3 separate regions of the Mus musculus genome follow, and all the other regions are linked to region 3. The links are chromatin contacts, called in public Hi-C and promoter capture Hi-C maps. All regions are on one chromosome and are shown on one strand. Each heading gives the region's core, a stretch centred on a gene start, on an enhancer-like site or on the middle of the called end of the contact. The rest is flanking DNA. Distances are from core to core; before and after follow the strand shown.

Region 1 (4,982 bases), core at 409-2,908, 220 kb after region 3:
GTCCCCAAGCAATTAGGCTAGAGCTCCCCTCAAAGATTCTCATTATGCAAAAACAAAGCAGCCCCGTCCACATAATTAGCATCTCCGGCCTGTGCTTCCTGGCATGTCCTTTGAAGCAAACAAGACACTTCTCCCAACATATGAAATATTGAATTGTAAAAGAGAAGCAAGATCTAAGCACCACGAAGAGACAGCTTCTGTGGCTTTCCTAAAATAATTGTCTGTATGGCACGCGCCCCGCTGGAGTGTTCTCTGCAGCTGTGGAATTAAATGCCTCGGGTTTGGCCGCCAGGTCTCAGCACACTAAGATCCCGAGTTTTGCCCTGCAGGGTTAAGTTCAAATATTCAGTCAAGTTCACTACTATGGAATGGGAATGACCTAGAAGGCTTGATGTTGAACAGTCCAAATGCCATTTCAAGACTGGGGTCTATGTAGCTTGGCACCAAACTCCCTAATTCCTGGAGGGTCTTAACCTGAGGGGCACAATGGTCTATCTCAGGGAAATGCATAAAATAACAGTGTGGAGCAAGCAAGATGGCCCAACTGGTAAAAGTGCTTGCCATTAAGCCTGACAATCTCAGCTCACCTCCTGGGCACCCACAGAGTAGGGGTAAACTGGCTCTCACAAGTTGTCCTCTGACCCCACAAAAGCCATTCAGTGCCTTCACATTAACACACAAATACACACACACACACACACACACACACACATATACAGAGAGAGAGAGAGAGAGAGAGAGAGAGAGAGAGAGAGAGAGAGAGAGAGAGAGAGAGAGAGGAAAATCTTGGGCACATGAGAAGAGGGAGGGGCCCCTCACCCAGTTGAAGCCTCTGTCTGGCAGAGTTAGGGGTCCCACACCATCACCAGTTCCAATCCTTCAGCTTCTAGGAATCTCACCAGAAAACGCATTTACAGGAAAGCATGAGTCCCTAAACCTCTCGTGCAACCAGTGGCTTCTGGTTCTACCTTATCCAATATAATTCCAACCAAGGCACCTCCTGAGCCACCCCATAATCTTATCAAAAGGCAGGGATGTGCTTTTCAAATACTTTATTTTAATTGGGGCGGGGTGGGGGAGAGTGGTATATGCACATGAGTGCAGTGCCCTTTGAAGCCAAAAGAGGGCGTTTGAGCCCTGGAGCTTTAGTTACATGTACTTGTGAGCTACCTCTCATGGGCGCTGAGAACTGAACTCAGGTCCTCTGTAAAAGAGGGTCATCTCTCGAGCCTCCCAGGCACTCTTTTTTCCTGAGTTCTGGTTCCCATCTTAATATGTCCACTAATGGGCTCTAAGAGGATAAGCTATGCCCTCAAGTACCTCTTCTTCAAATCACATTTTGTGAGCTGGAGTTTTCAAATACTTTCATGGAAGCTGCTGTCCCAATTAAGCACAGGGCTCCATAATAGACTCAGGGTTAATTAAGCCTGAGACACACAGGGCAATGATAGAGCTCCTTTCAAGAATTCCCCAGTGAGGGGCTGGGGGCGTGGCTCAGTGGCAGAGCCCCTGCCTAGAATCCCCCAATGAGGGGCTGGGGGCGTGGCTCAGTGGCAGAGCCCCTGCCTAGAATCCCCCAATGAGGGGCTGGGGGCGTGGCTCAGTGGCAGAGCCCCTGCCTAGAATCCCCCAGTGAGTACTGGCTTAGTAGTCATGCCAGCCTTGAGGTTTATCCCCAACTCTGCTAAAATGAAGAAAAGAAAAAAGCTTCCTGAGACAGAGGGATTGTGGCTAGGTTCCCTGGGGGCAGCCACCCCCTGAGCACTGGCTGAGGGAGGATTAGCCAACTGGAAGAGAGCAAGCAGCTGCCTCTTAATAAAATGAGGATAGAATCGAATTTGAGACTGGGTAATTTAATCAGCAAGCTGAGGTGGCTTGGGGCTTATATATTTATTTGGACTTTTCTTCCTTCCAGAAAAGCATCTAAGTGGTTTACAAGGATATGTAAAACACCACACAATGGTTCCAATTAAATTTGAGAGTGGGATCAGACACTCTGGGAGGGCGTGCTGCCAACCCACAGCCAAGGTGGTCAGATGTCTGTTCTTGCACTTTACCCAGCCAATTTGAGACTCAGAATCCAGCCCACACAAATCATAAGGATCATATGGCCAAGTACCAGGCTGCTACAGTGCTCTTTGTTTTTTTGTTTGGTTGTTTGGTTGGTTGGTTGGTTGGTTTGGTTTGGTTTTTTGAGACAGGGTTTCTGTGTAGCCCTGGCCGTCCTGGAACTCACTCTGTAGACCAGGCTGGCCTCCAACTCAGAAATCCACCTACCTCTGCCTCCCAAGTACTGGGATTAAAGGCATGCACCACCACACCCGGCTTACAGTGATCTTTTTAAAAAAAGAATTCTTTTAATTACAATGTAGGGTATGTGCGCACGAACACACACAGGTGCACACATGTGCCATGATGTGGGAGTATATGTCGATCAGAGAACAGCTAGCAGCTCTCTTCTACTGTATGAGTTCTCGGGTTGAACTTGGGCCATCCAAGGACCTTTACCTGCTGAGCCCTCTTTCTGCCCATAAAAGAATTTTATTAGGCACTGCCTAAAACTAGACAGGTAGGAGTGTCTCTTTTTTAAGTTTCTAATTACATAATAATTGGCATAATAACTTAACATTATAAGATGCATCCACAGAAAGATGCATTATAAAGCAAGAACAATCTGGGACTCTGAACCCTAGAGTGCTTATTTAGCATACATAGGCATTGGATTCCAACCTCATACCACACAAAGATATCACACGTATATATGGAACTCAGAACTTCAGAAAGTCTACAAAAGGGCTGTACAACCCAGCCCTACCTCCATCTCTAAGTCAGACTTTCTTATCACTGGCTTTAAGTTTGTTTTCTCAGTGTGTGTGTGTGTGTGTGTGTCTGTCTGTATGTATGTATGTATGTATGTATGTATGTATGTATGTCTCTGTGCTGTGTCTGTGTGTGTGTCTGTGTGTATGTTTGTGTGTGTGTCTGTGTGTATGTCTGTGTGTGTGTCTGTGTGTGTATGTCTGTCTGTGTGTATGTCTGTCTGTGTGTGTACGTCTGTGTGTGGTCTGTGTGTGTATGTCTGTGTGTGTATGTCTATCTGTGTGTATGTCTGTCTGTGTGTCTGTGTGTGTGTGTCCGCACTCGGGCCTGCAATGAACGAATGTGGAGATCAGAGGACAACCTTGGGCTTCAGTCCTCAAGCCTCAACAGTCAAGTGTTGTCTACCTTGGGTTGTTGTTGTTGTTGTTGTTGTTGTTTGTTGTGTTTGAGATAGGGATCTCTCTATGTAGCCCTGGCTGTTCTGGAACTCATCATATAGATGAGGCTGGTCTTGATCTGTCTGCCTCTACACACACACACACACACACACACACACACACACACACACACACACACGCGCGCGCGCGCGCGCACACACACACATACACACACACACACACACACACACACACACACACACCAGTGCTGCAATTAATGGCATGTGCCAACACAGCCAGCCCTCCACCTTGTTTTTTTGAGAAAGTATCTCTGATTGACCTGGAGCTCATCAATTCAGCTGAGCTGGCTGTCCAGGGAACCCCAGGAAGACTTCTGTCCCTGCCTTGCCAGCACTGGAATTACAACCATGTACCACCACAACAGAGCTTTTAAAACTGTGTGTGTTCTGGGGGTGGGTTCTAGGCTTGGTTGCATGGTGGCAAGTTCTTTAACAGCTATCACCCAAGCTTAACTTCCTCCCCAAATTTCTTTGCTATTTCAAAACAATGCATGTGTGTGTGTGTGTGTGTGTGTGTGTGTGTGTGTGTGTGTGTGAAGTTATCGATCAAGGTAGGTTAACGGTTCAGACCTCTAACTGCCCTTCCAGATTGTATCTCTAGGACCTACATAGTTGCCACTCATAACTGTCTGTAACTCCAGTTCCAGGGCACCTGACACCATCTTCTGGCCTCTACATCCTGAACACATGAGGGTACAATCATACGTGCAGGCAAAACACCCACACAAACAAGTTATTTTTTAATTTAATGCATTTCATTTTATTTATTTTTTGTGATGCATATCTCTGTCTATCTATGTCTCTGTCTCTGTCTCACTCTCTGTGTATGTGTGTGTGTTGGGGGTGGGGTCAGAGTTGGTTCGGTCCATCATGGAGGGCCCTGGACGCCATCTCAGTTAGTCAGGCTTGGCAGCAAGAGCCTTTACCTAGTGATCCACCTCACCATTTAAACAATAAACACGAATCCCTCTATAAGGAAATGTTAGATGGAAGCCAGAGCCTGCTGGAACTAAACAAGTGACTCCCCACAGTCACAGCCCAGCCCCATCATTCTTGACAGGACTCTCATAACCCTGGTACCCTCACGCCTTGTTTTGTTTGAGAAAAGGTCTAATTGAGCCCAGGCTGGCCTCTAACTCTATGTAGTTGAGGATGACCATGGCCCAGTGCTGCGATTACAGACGTGTGACACCACACCCAGTGTTATACCACACTGAAGGTGAAACCCAGGGCTTCCCACTTGCTAGACCAACCAACCAAAACCCAACCCCGACTCTAAAGCTTGTTTAAATTCATGTTTTTATTTTGGCACAGGAGTAAGAGGTGCACAAGCAGGAAGAAGACTGAGAAAAACGAATGTGTTAACACCCGGCCCTGACAGCATATGGTTGGCCAAGAATTTGGCTTCTAGTTCCTCAGCACAAAACTCGAAAAGAGAAAGCTGGTCACTTCTGCTGTCCCCAGTGTCCTGAAAGCAAAGGACGCCAGATGCTCTCAAGAAGCAGCAACTATTTTAGGTACTGAGAACAGGCAGGGATTTCTCCCACGGCCTCCCAAAAAGGATTCTGTGATGTCACCCACGTCTTTCCGGGCAAAATCCAAAATTTAGGAGCTGCCCCTCCCCCTCCCCCTCCCCCGCCCCTCCCCCTCTCTTGTGCTGCCTTTAGGCTTCTCTCTTTCTCATCCCTTTATTCCCATCCTTTCT
Region 2 (4,659 bases), core at 1,206-3,705, 150 kb after region 3:
GCAGGGAGCCCGGTTCGCCAGCGTCGCAGCTCGCCTGGCCCAGTCTGAGCGAAGAGCGAGGTCGGGAGCGTCGTAAAACTGTCGTAAAAGTCCGGTCTTTGCCGCACGTCAGCAATTGTTTTGTCTGCAAAGGCTCCAAACCTTTACCATTTTCCTTTCTTCTTATTTTTTTAAATCACAAAGAAATGATATTTTCGCCGTTGGATACACGTTAAAGGGTGTGCCGAGTGTTCTTCCACATCATGGACCTGGCACCTGCCACCTGCACGGGTGAGCGCTGGGAGGAGAGATTAGGCTCAGGAGTGGGGATGTGTACTCTGCCTCTGCTGAGCCCTGGATTCCTCCTCCAAGCGTTGGCAACAAAATTAAAAAACTATAGATACATATTTTATGTATATTTTTATTTATATTGGCTGTATGTACATATATGTGCTTAAGTGATTCAAGAGGACCTCTTCAATTTTTAGGCAAATGTTTTTGTTAATTTTTACTACATTTTAATTGAACTCATTACATGCAAAATACTAATAAATATAGACAATAAAAATAAGTAATGAGAGGGCAGAAGAGATAGCTGATGTGTAAGAGAGCTTGCTGCTCTTCCAGAGGGCCCGAAGTCAGTTCCTAGTATGCACATGGAGGCTCACAACCAACTAAATCTCTGCTTGGTATCCAAGGACCTCTTCTGAACCCTGAAAATACCTGCGCAAATGGTACACACACACACACAGTAGAAAATTTTTAAATGAATTTAAAAAATAACGATACACTTTTTAAAATAAATTTTAAGAATCATATCTATACCTACATACTAATTCCTGACTAGCCATACTTCAGATCTCAGTAATTTATACATATTTATCATAATTTTATTTTTTGTGTGATTGTGTGTACATGTGCAGACACATGACACACTTGTAGAGGTCAGAGAACAACTTACAAGTATTGGTTCTCTCTTACCATATGGGGAGTGTATGAGTGGGTCAAGCTCAACTCATCAGGCTTGGTTTTATCAGCTGAGCTGAACTATCTTATTGGTCCCATTTATTGTTTGTTTTGGTTTTCTTCTTTTGGGTTTTTTGGTCTTTTTGAGATGGAGGCTTACTATGTAGCCTTGGCTGGCCTGCAACTTGCTATGCAGATGAGTCTGGCCTTGAACTCACAAAGAACAATAAATACATTTAAAAAAAATAAATAAATCGTAGAAATTATTTCTGGAATTTTCTGTATAGTGTTTTTGGTTTCCACTTGATGGTGAATTTCTTAACCTTTAGAAATGAATATTGTGGGTATGAGGTGACTTCTATAATTTGTGAGTATGTGAATATTACTGTGCCTGGCTTTACATAGAGTCTGAAGATTTAAACTCCAATTTTGTTTTGTTTTTTAAAGATTGATTGATTGATTGATTGTATATGAGTAAACTGTAGCTGTCTTCGGACACACCAGAGGAGGGCATTGTATCCCATCACAGATGGTTGTGAGCCACCATGTTGTTGCTGGGATTTGAACTCAGGACCTCTGTAAGAGCAGTCAGTGCTCTTAACCACTGAGCCATCTCTCCAGCTCCTGAACTCCAGTTCTAATGCTTGTGCAGTAGATGTTTTGTCCATTAAGCCTTCTCCCCATATTAGATATTTTTGTTTGGTTGGTTTTCTTACTTTTTATAATTACATGTATGCAGATGCATGTGTGTGATCATGGACATACATGTGCTACAGTGTATGCATGTCCATTCTCTCCTGCAACTGTGGATTCCAGGAACTGAACTCAGGTCATCGAACTTGCACAGCAATCCACTGAGCTATCGCCTTAGCCTCCCTGTAAGTTTTAATATAGTATCCTGGTTGTCAAAATGTGGTCCACTATCAGTGCCATCACCCTGTTAGGAATGCAAATTATCCATTTCCTCCTTTGATTTACTGAATATCTATCATATTTTTTGTTTGTTTTTGCAGATCTGAGTGCTACACCTAGGCCTTACACATGCTAGGCAAGTGTTGGACTACTGTGCTACATCCCTAAGCCCTAGCAGCTAAGCTTTCTAATTTTCTTTTGAGATGAAGGTCTCACTCTGTAGCTCTGAGTGAAATTGAAACTCTCTGTATAGACAAAGCTGGCTGTGAGTTCAGAGAGAGCCACTTGCTGTCACCTTCTGGCGGGATTAAAGGTTTATATCACCGCATCCAGCACCTAGCCTCTAAATTTTAACACGCCATTGTGATGAAGATGATACACAGTACTCTAAGATACTGGTGTCGATTTTCTCATAAAAGAACAAGTATCTTTGTTTCACTTTATTTTCTGTTTGATTCAGAGTGGGTTTTGTTAGTATGTGCATGAGCCTTAATTTGGGTTTTAGGGTTCAGAGATAAACATCTAGATGTTTAGAAAAACGTGACCTACATGCCTAGTCCCTTTGAAGCATTTCCTGTACGTTCTTTAGAAAGCACAGCTCCTCGGTGCTAGGAGCAGTGACACACACCCTTCTTCCTGGCACTTTGGAAGCTCAGACAGCAGGGCTGGTTAGCCTGGATTACCTAATGTGAAATGCTGTCTCGAAGAACAAGAAAAAACCCACATATACAGAAGCTAGATTAATGACTCATTGCTTAAGAACGCTTGATGCTCTTTTAGTTCCCAGCACCCACACTGGGCAGCTCACAACCACCTGCAACTCTAGTTCCTAGGGATCTGATGCCCTCTTCTGGCCTTTAGTGGCACTTGCACACAGGTGTACACACAAACAGATACATACACACAAATAAATAATAAAAGTGAAATATATTTCTTTCTGGTTTCTCAAGATAGGACTTTTCTGCAAAGCTCTGGCTGTCCTGAAATTCACTCTGTAGACCAGGGTGGCCTTGAACTCAGAGATCCACCTGCATCTGCCTCCCAAGTGCTGAGTACCACCATCACCACCCAGAAAAAAAAAATCTTAAAAAAAAAACAAACAAACAAACAGGGAAGGGAGCTAAAGAGATGGATCAACAGGTAAGAGCACTAGCTGATCTTCCAGAAGATCTGAACTCAATTCCCATGTAACTCCAGTTCCAGGGGAATCCAATGCCTTCTTCTGACCTCCAAGTATACTGCATGAATGTGGTAAACAGACATACCTGCAAGCAAAACACCATACACAAAATAAAAATTTATCATCATCATCATCATTAGTTGGTTAGAGAAATAGCTTAGAGATTAAGAACACTTGTTGCTTTTACAGAGGACCTTAGTTCAATTCCTAGCACATGGTGGTTCACAATCATCTGTAATTCCAGTTCAGGGGCATCCTATACCCTCTTCTGATCTCTGGCATCACATATGCACATGGTGAGCATACATACATGCATATAGGTAAAGCACACATAAAAAGAATAAATCTAATAAAGAAATTAGAGGGGAAAAAAGGGATTGGGGCTCAGCTGGTAATTGCTTCCCAGGTGAGTGTGAGGGTCTGAGATCAGACCCTCAGTACAATTTTAAGTCAAGTGTAGGGACTGCACCTGTAGCTCCTGCGGTGGAGTGGGGGAAATGGGAGGATTTCTGGGGGTGTCCTTGGCTCTTGGCCAGTCTATCTGAATTAGTGAGCTCCAGGTACAGTGTGAATGTGTCTCAAAAAACTGTGGTACCAGAAAAGTATAGTGATTGAGGCCTTTAATCTCAGCACTTGGGAGGCATAGTCAGAAGCTCTGTGAGTTTGACATAGTGAGTTCTAGGACAGCCAGAGATACACAGTGAAACCATCTCAGATTTAAAAACAACAATAACCAAAAAAAAAAAAAAAAAAAAAACCCAAAAAACTGGATGTGCTGATGTGCTGGCATGCACTTGTAATCCCAATGCTTGAGAGGTGGAAATGAGAGCATCTCAGGGGTTCACTGGTTAGCCAACCTATTCTTAATCAGGAATCCCAAGTTCCAGGATGAGACCTTGTCTTGCAAAACACACCAGAGGTAGGGAAATGGCTCAGTGATAAAGCACTTGCCTCTACCATCATGAAAATTGTAGTTTGGATCCTCAAAACTCAGGTGAAAAGTGGGCAGGCGTAGTGGCTGCTTATAATCCCAAGCACTCAGAGGACAGAGACACAAGAGCTGGGCTGCAGTAGACGGCTGCAGTGGCTGCAGTGATGAGCTCCGTGTCCAGCAATAAACCCTGCCTCAGTATAAAAGGTGGAGAGTTATCAAGGAAGGCACCTGACGCATGTCCACATGCACACATACACCAACATACACATTATGTACACATAAATACACAAAGGGAGAAGGGGGTCCTAAATTTATTGTTCCTTTTTTTTCCCTACAGAATGAACCACTTCCATGAATACATTGTTTCCTTATATGTAGGATGTGAAGTCATCAAACCCAATCTGATCTCTTGGTTGGAGCAAGATTTACAGACAGTGGGGAGAGGTCTCCTTTGATTTAGGGCTTCAGTGTGTCAGCCAGGTTGGCCCCTACATATTTCTGCCTTTACCTTACGGGTACTGGAGTTGTTGGTGAGCGCCACCACACCAAGCCATATAGAAAGGTTGTCTCTACTCAGTATTGGGGATTGAACCTTGAACTTACCTAGGCAAACACTCTTGCTACTAAGACGTATCTCCAGTCCTATAATGAAACTTTCAAAGACCGAGCTGACCTCAGCAGGTGCCAG
Region 3 (4,477 bases), core at 1,007-3,506:
CCCATACATACAAATTTGTTTAAAACATAGCAATAAAAGAATTTTAAAAGTAGAGCCTGGCAAAGTGATTGCTGTGTTTACAGAAAAACAGAGTAGTTTCCAGCACCAACAACGGGTGACTCAAAACTACCTCTAAGTCCAGCTTCAGGTGACCACGCCATTCTGGCCTCTAAGGAAAGGCATGCATGCATACATACGTCTTTTTAAAAATATATTTCCTAATGTTTTGCCTGCATGTATATATGTGCCCACCTGAGAGGCTGATGGCCCTAGAGGCCAAAAGAGGGTGTCCAATCCTGTGGAACTGGAATTACAGAGGGTTGTGAGCCATCTTATAAACCCAGGTCATCTGCAAGAGCAACAAGCGCTCTAAAAGCAGAGCCATCTCTCTCCAGCCCCAATAAACCTATATGAGGGAGTATCTGACAAAAGGGAAGATAAGAAGAGGCAACAGAGTACACGATCGAAATATACAATGTGCATGCATGAACATATAATGAAACCCATTTTTTCCTGCAATTAAACAAAAGGTAAAAATTTTAAGTTTTCCTGAAACATGCTACCCAACCAGGAGAAAAGCATTATGTTCAAATATCATACGACTTTAGAAAAATACTGTTTGGCTTCAGACGGAGACAAGGGACTGAGGTACATATCATACACACCAAAGCAGACCTGGCCTCCAGGTTCTCCCAGAATCCCTCAGTTCCTACCTGGCATTCCCTGCCCAACCCTGAACTTTCCAGGCCAGGGACTGGGCTGCCCTTCCCACAAAGGCTCTTCCCTATATAAACCAAACACTTTGGTCTCCCCTTTCTTGTGTTTTCTTTCTCTCTTTCTCTCTCTCTCTCCTTCCCTCCCCCCCCCCCCCACTTTCTTTCTCTGCCCACAGATGCCTTTTCTCCTGCCCACCCCCCAATCCCCACTCCACACAATGACTTCCCCGGCCTCTATCCTTGGGGCCAATGTACTCACCAGAGAGCAGCGTCCCAATAAACCTGCTCTAATATTCTAATCTGGCTTGAATTGGCTCATTTCACCAGTGGAGAAATAACATATCAAATAAAGCCTCACCCATTCCTTAACAGAGTTCTATTATTTATTTAAGGGGGGGGGGGCGCACATGACTGCAAGTGCCTAGAGACTCTGGTCTCCCCATTCCCAGATAGCTGGAATTACAGGCTGTTACACGCCACTAACATGGGTGCTGGGAACTAAAATCTGATCCTCTAGAAATGACATGTGGTCTCTTAATCACTAATCCATCTCTCCAGTCCCAAGTTTCAGTTTTTCATGAGCCATCCCTTGAGTGCCAAACTCCCTATTTTTCCCTTGTTAATACTTTATTGTTGGGATGAAGGGAAGGGGTAAGGGATGGTTTGTGGTCTGCAAACAGATAAATATGCATGGCCTGAGCATTTAACACTTTCTCAAAATGGATGCATGAGGTTTGGGGGAGAGAGAGAGAGGGGAGAGGAGAAAGGGAGAGTGCAAGAGAGGGATGGAGGGAAGAAGGGAGGGAGAGAGAGAGAGAAACAGAAAGAACTAATGAAATGCATCGGTTTCCACGAAAGCAACTAAATTCTAATAGTTGATAGTGAGAGAGACTGTGGAGGAAATGAGAACGGACAGAAGCTCCTCACCCTGGGACTTTCCTGCTCCATCAAATTCCACCCACTGCTCACAATGAAGCGGGATGGCCAGGTTCCTGGAGCGATGGGGCGCGAAGACAGATTCCAACGGCCGAAATCCTTCTTTCTGGAAGGCAAAAATTTTGTACGATTACCTTAAAGGCGTTCGAGGCAGCAAGGGCTACATTCGAAGGCACGGGGAGCTCAAATATCGTTCCGATGAAATGGCCCCCGGCCGGGACCTGAGAAGTGCAGGGCCCTAGCCTCTGAGAAGCAACGGGGCGAGACTCGCGGCCTGGGAACCAGCGGAGTCGCCATGGAGGCCACACCCAGGCCTCACTCCCCACCTCCGCCACCGCCCATCCCCTTACCTAGCCTCACCAGAACCCGCCCAGCCGGCCTGCTACTACCGAGAAAAAGAGAAGGGGGCCGCACGAAGCCACACCGGAAGAGACGGAGGCGAGCTGCGGTTCACTTCCGTTTACCGTGTCCGAGTCCTTCCGGAATTGAAATTTCGGTTCCCCGGAATTGGATGCCGATTGATTCTGAAGCGGAGGTTAAAAGCCCAGTCAAAGAATGAAATTGAAGTTTGAACAAGATTTCTGAGCGAGAACGGCCTTCTCGATTGGCCAATCCCAGTGCAAAGTTAAACACACACCGGGAAGTACGGGGTCTCAGGAGGCTCACAAACCTTTCCTTCCCTACCTCCTCTTGGTTCCTGTACTTCCTGGGCAGATGCACTGCCAGGTCTGTGAACCAGCCTATAGCTTCCATTTAACCACTTCAGTCTTTACTCTCTGGATACCATGCTAAATTCTAATCGTTGGTAGTGAAACGAGCTAGAAAGATGGGGAAAATGAAGAGGACATGAAAAAAGAAAGCCTCACACCCTGAGACTTTCTGATGAAAAATTTAAAATGTGAACACAACTGATACAGCCAAAAATTGCATATACAGAGGGAAAAAATGTGTGTTTTCATAAAGATATCTCAAATAAGATGTTAAAAGCAAATATCAGTGCATGGCAGCACACCCCTGCAATCACAGCACGCAGAGGCAGAGACAGGCAATCTTCTTGATTCGAGGACTGCTAGATCCACAAAATAAGTTTCAAGCCAGCCAGGACTGCAAAGTGAAAACTCATCTCAAAACAAAATGAAAATAGTAAGGCGACAAATTCTACTTACTTAGGGCCAAAATGTCAATAGTCTTGAATTTTACTATATTAGCATTCCTCTCAACCCTAAATCTGAACAATGTACTTCACAAAACCATCTTACAATTTCATTTACAAACATATTCATTAAGAGTAAACAGTAAGAGTAAAAATTAAGTTAATATATTGTACTTAATTTTAAATGTTATTTAAATTTTAAGCTATGCTTAATCTTTAAACCTTATAAATTATATCCTTTGAGAAATATAACTTAGAAAGTCACAAGATTTTATATGTGTGTGTGTGTGTGTGTGTGTGTGTGTATGCATTGAAGATATACTTAAATGGGATGCCCTATAGAAGCCCACACCAGTATCTTGTGATTGTGTACTATCTCTTTCCTATAAAACTTTGTGTCCTCTACTGATCTAGCACTAAGGAGGCAGAAGCCAGCGAATATCTGTGATTTTGAGGCTAGCCAACTCTACAAAGTGAATTCTAGGACAGCCAGGGGCTGGTATATAGAGATACCCTGTGGAAGAAGAGAAGAAAGAGGAGGAGACCAACAACAAAAACAAAGGGGTGTGTGTGTGTGTGTGTGTGTGTGTGTGTGTGTGTCTGTGTGTGTGTGTGCATGAGCCCTGGCCCTCTAGAAGAGCTTTATACCTTCATATTATGTTTGCTCCAGGAATGAAAGTGGCCATGCAGTATTCCTTTCCTCTGTGTGTGTGTGCATGTGTGTGTGTGTGTGTGTTCTGTGACTTAGCCTGTCTGTCACCACCTTTAATTGTTGGCAGACAGATATCCTGAGATTGGTTTTGAATGTCTTGGTGAGTTGTGACAATGAGCTAGCCTTGGATGCTAGCCCTGAGTATCTGAAATAAGACCTGGGGCCCTTGCAGGATTTGCTCACTGATGCCCACGATGGAACATCTGTAAGTCACAGTTGAACTCTGTGCCATTCTTAGTCTAGAGGTGGCCCACCCAGCAGCTTACTTCAGTTGGAAATATGCAAATGCATTTGGCCTTTTTTTTACTAGGGATTTTGCAGGAAACCTTGCTAAATACTTTTTAGCTTTTATTGCATTTCTATGTTTTGTGTGTTCATGGACACATGTGCCTTGGTACACTATGGAGGTCAGAGAATAACTTACAGGCATCGATTCTCTCCTTTCACTACGTGGGTCTTGAGAATCAAACCCAGATCATTAAGCTTGGCAACATACTTACAAGTTTACAAGTCTTAGTTTTTATGTTCTCTCTCTCTCTCTCTCTCTCTCTCTCTCTCTCTCTCTCTCTCTCTCTCTCTCTCTCTCTTAGTTGGGGAGGCTGTTTGAGGCAGGGTCTCTCTATTATGTAGCTCTGGCTGTCCTGGGAGTTCACTATGTAAAGGAAGCTGACTTCAAACTCACAGAAAAGTACCTTCTTCTCCCTCCCATGTTTGTTTGTTTGTTGTTGTTGTTGTTGGGACAGAGTCTCTCTATGTAAAGCAGGCTGAGCTTGAGGCCTTGGAACACACAGAACTCTGCCTATCTCTATCTCCCTAGTACTGGAATTAGTATTGAGCCACCATACCCATCAGTTCTAATGTATTTTTAAGGGTTTATACATGAGCTTTCCCAGCTCAGTAAATCCTGTAGACTAGTAACCAGAGATAAAGAGTGTGCTGGGTTTAAGGTCCTACAGCAGC

The links. Promoter capture Hi-C pulls out the DNA fragments that hold promoters and counts their contacts. Hi-C and Micro-C count contacts between places; a contact is called where the count stands out from the background.
Region 1: a contact with region 3 is called in a promoter capture Hi-C map of pre-B cells. The contact joins the enhancer-like site here to the promoter of Zfp26 in region 3. A contact is called at or near these places in 9 of 39 promoter capture datasets (the C10 cell line, cranial neural crest, embryonic stem cells and 4 more), 1 of 15 datasets of contacts at CTCF or cohesin (large pre-B cells), 3 of 115 datasets of contacts at active chromatin or transcription factors (acute myeloid leukemia, bone marrow-derived macrophages and embryonic stem cells) and 2 of 9 other capture datasets (adipose tissue and liver).
Region 2: a contact with region 3 is called in a Hi-C map of regulatory T cells, with 3 times the contacts expected there. The contact joins the enhancer-like site here to the promoter of Zfp26 in region 3. A contact is called at or near these places in 25 of 39 promoter capture datasets (the 3T3-L1 cell line, 3T3-L1-derived adipocytes, the C10 cell line and 14 more), 4 of 15 datasets of contacts at CTCF or cohesin (embryonic stem cells, pro-B cells and stem cell-derived epiblast-like cells), 54 of 484 Hi-C or Micro-C datasets (8-cell embryo, B cells, CD4 T cells and 23 more), 29 of 115 datasets of contacts at active chromatin or transcription factors (the 230-238 cell line, the SCID.adh cell line, bone marrow-derived macrophages and 14 more) and 5 of 9 other capture datasets (adipose tissue, embryonic stem cells, liver and 2 more).

Annotation. Positions count from the first base shown.
Region 1 is chr9:20,680,558-20,685,539 of GRCm38.p6, forward strand. All of the region lies in intron 1 of Olfm2 (olfactomedin 2), which reads right to left. Among named protein-coding and RNA genes, the nearest start is that of Pin1, 31 kb to the left of the region's middle. Within about 2 kb of position 1,659, at least 12 of the 459 cell types and tissues checked have an H3K27ac peak or open chromatin away from gene starts, as enhancers often do. A contact at or near this core is called in pre-B cells, where this site is marked.
Region 2 is chr9:20,607,571-20,612,229 of GRCm38.p6, forward strand. It overlaps the pseudogene Fbxl12os. Among named protein-coding and RNA genes, the nearest start is that of Gm51704, 20 kb to the left of the region's middle. Within about 2 kb of position 2,456, at least 12 of the 459 cell types and tissues checked have an H3K27ac peak or open chromatin away from gene starts, as enhancers often do. A contact at or near this core is called in regulatory T cells, where this site is marked.
Region 3 is chr9:20,457,904-20,462,380 of GRCm38.p6, forward strand. Zfp26 (zinc finger protein 26) reads right to left here and starts at 2,257. Exons shown (of 10, transcript NM_011753.3): 1 at 2,042-2,257; 2 at 1,644-1,758.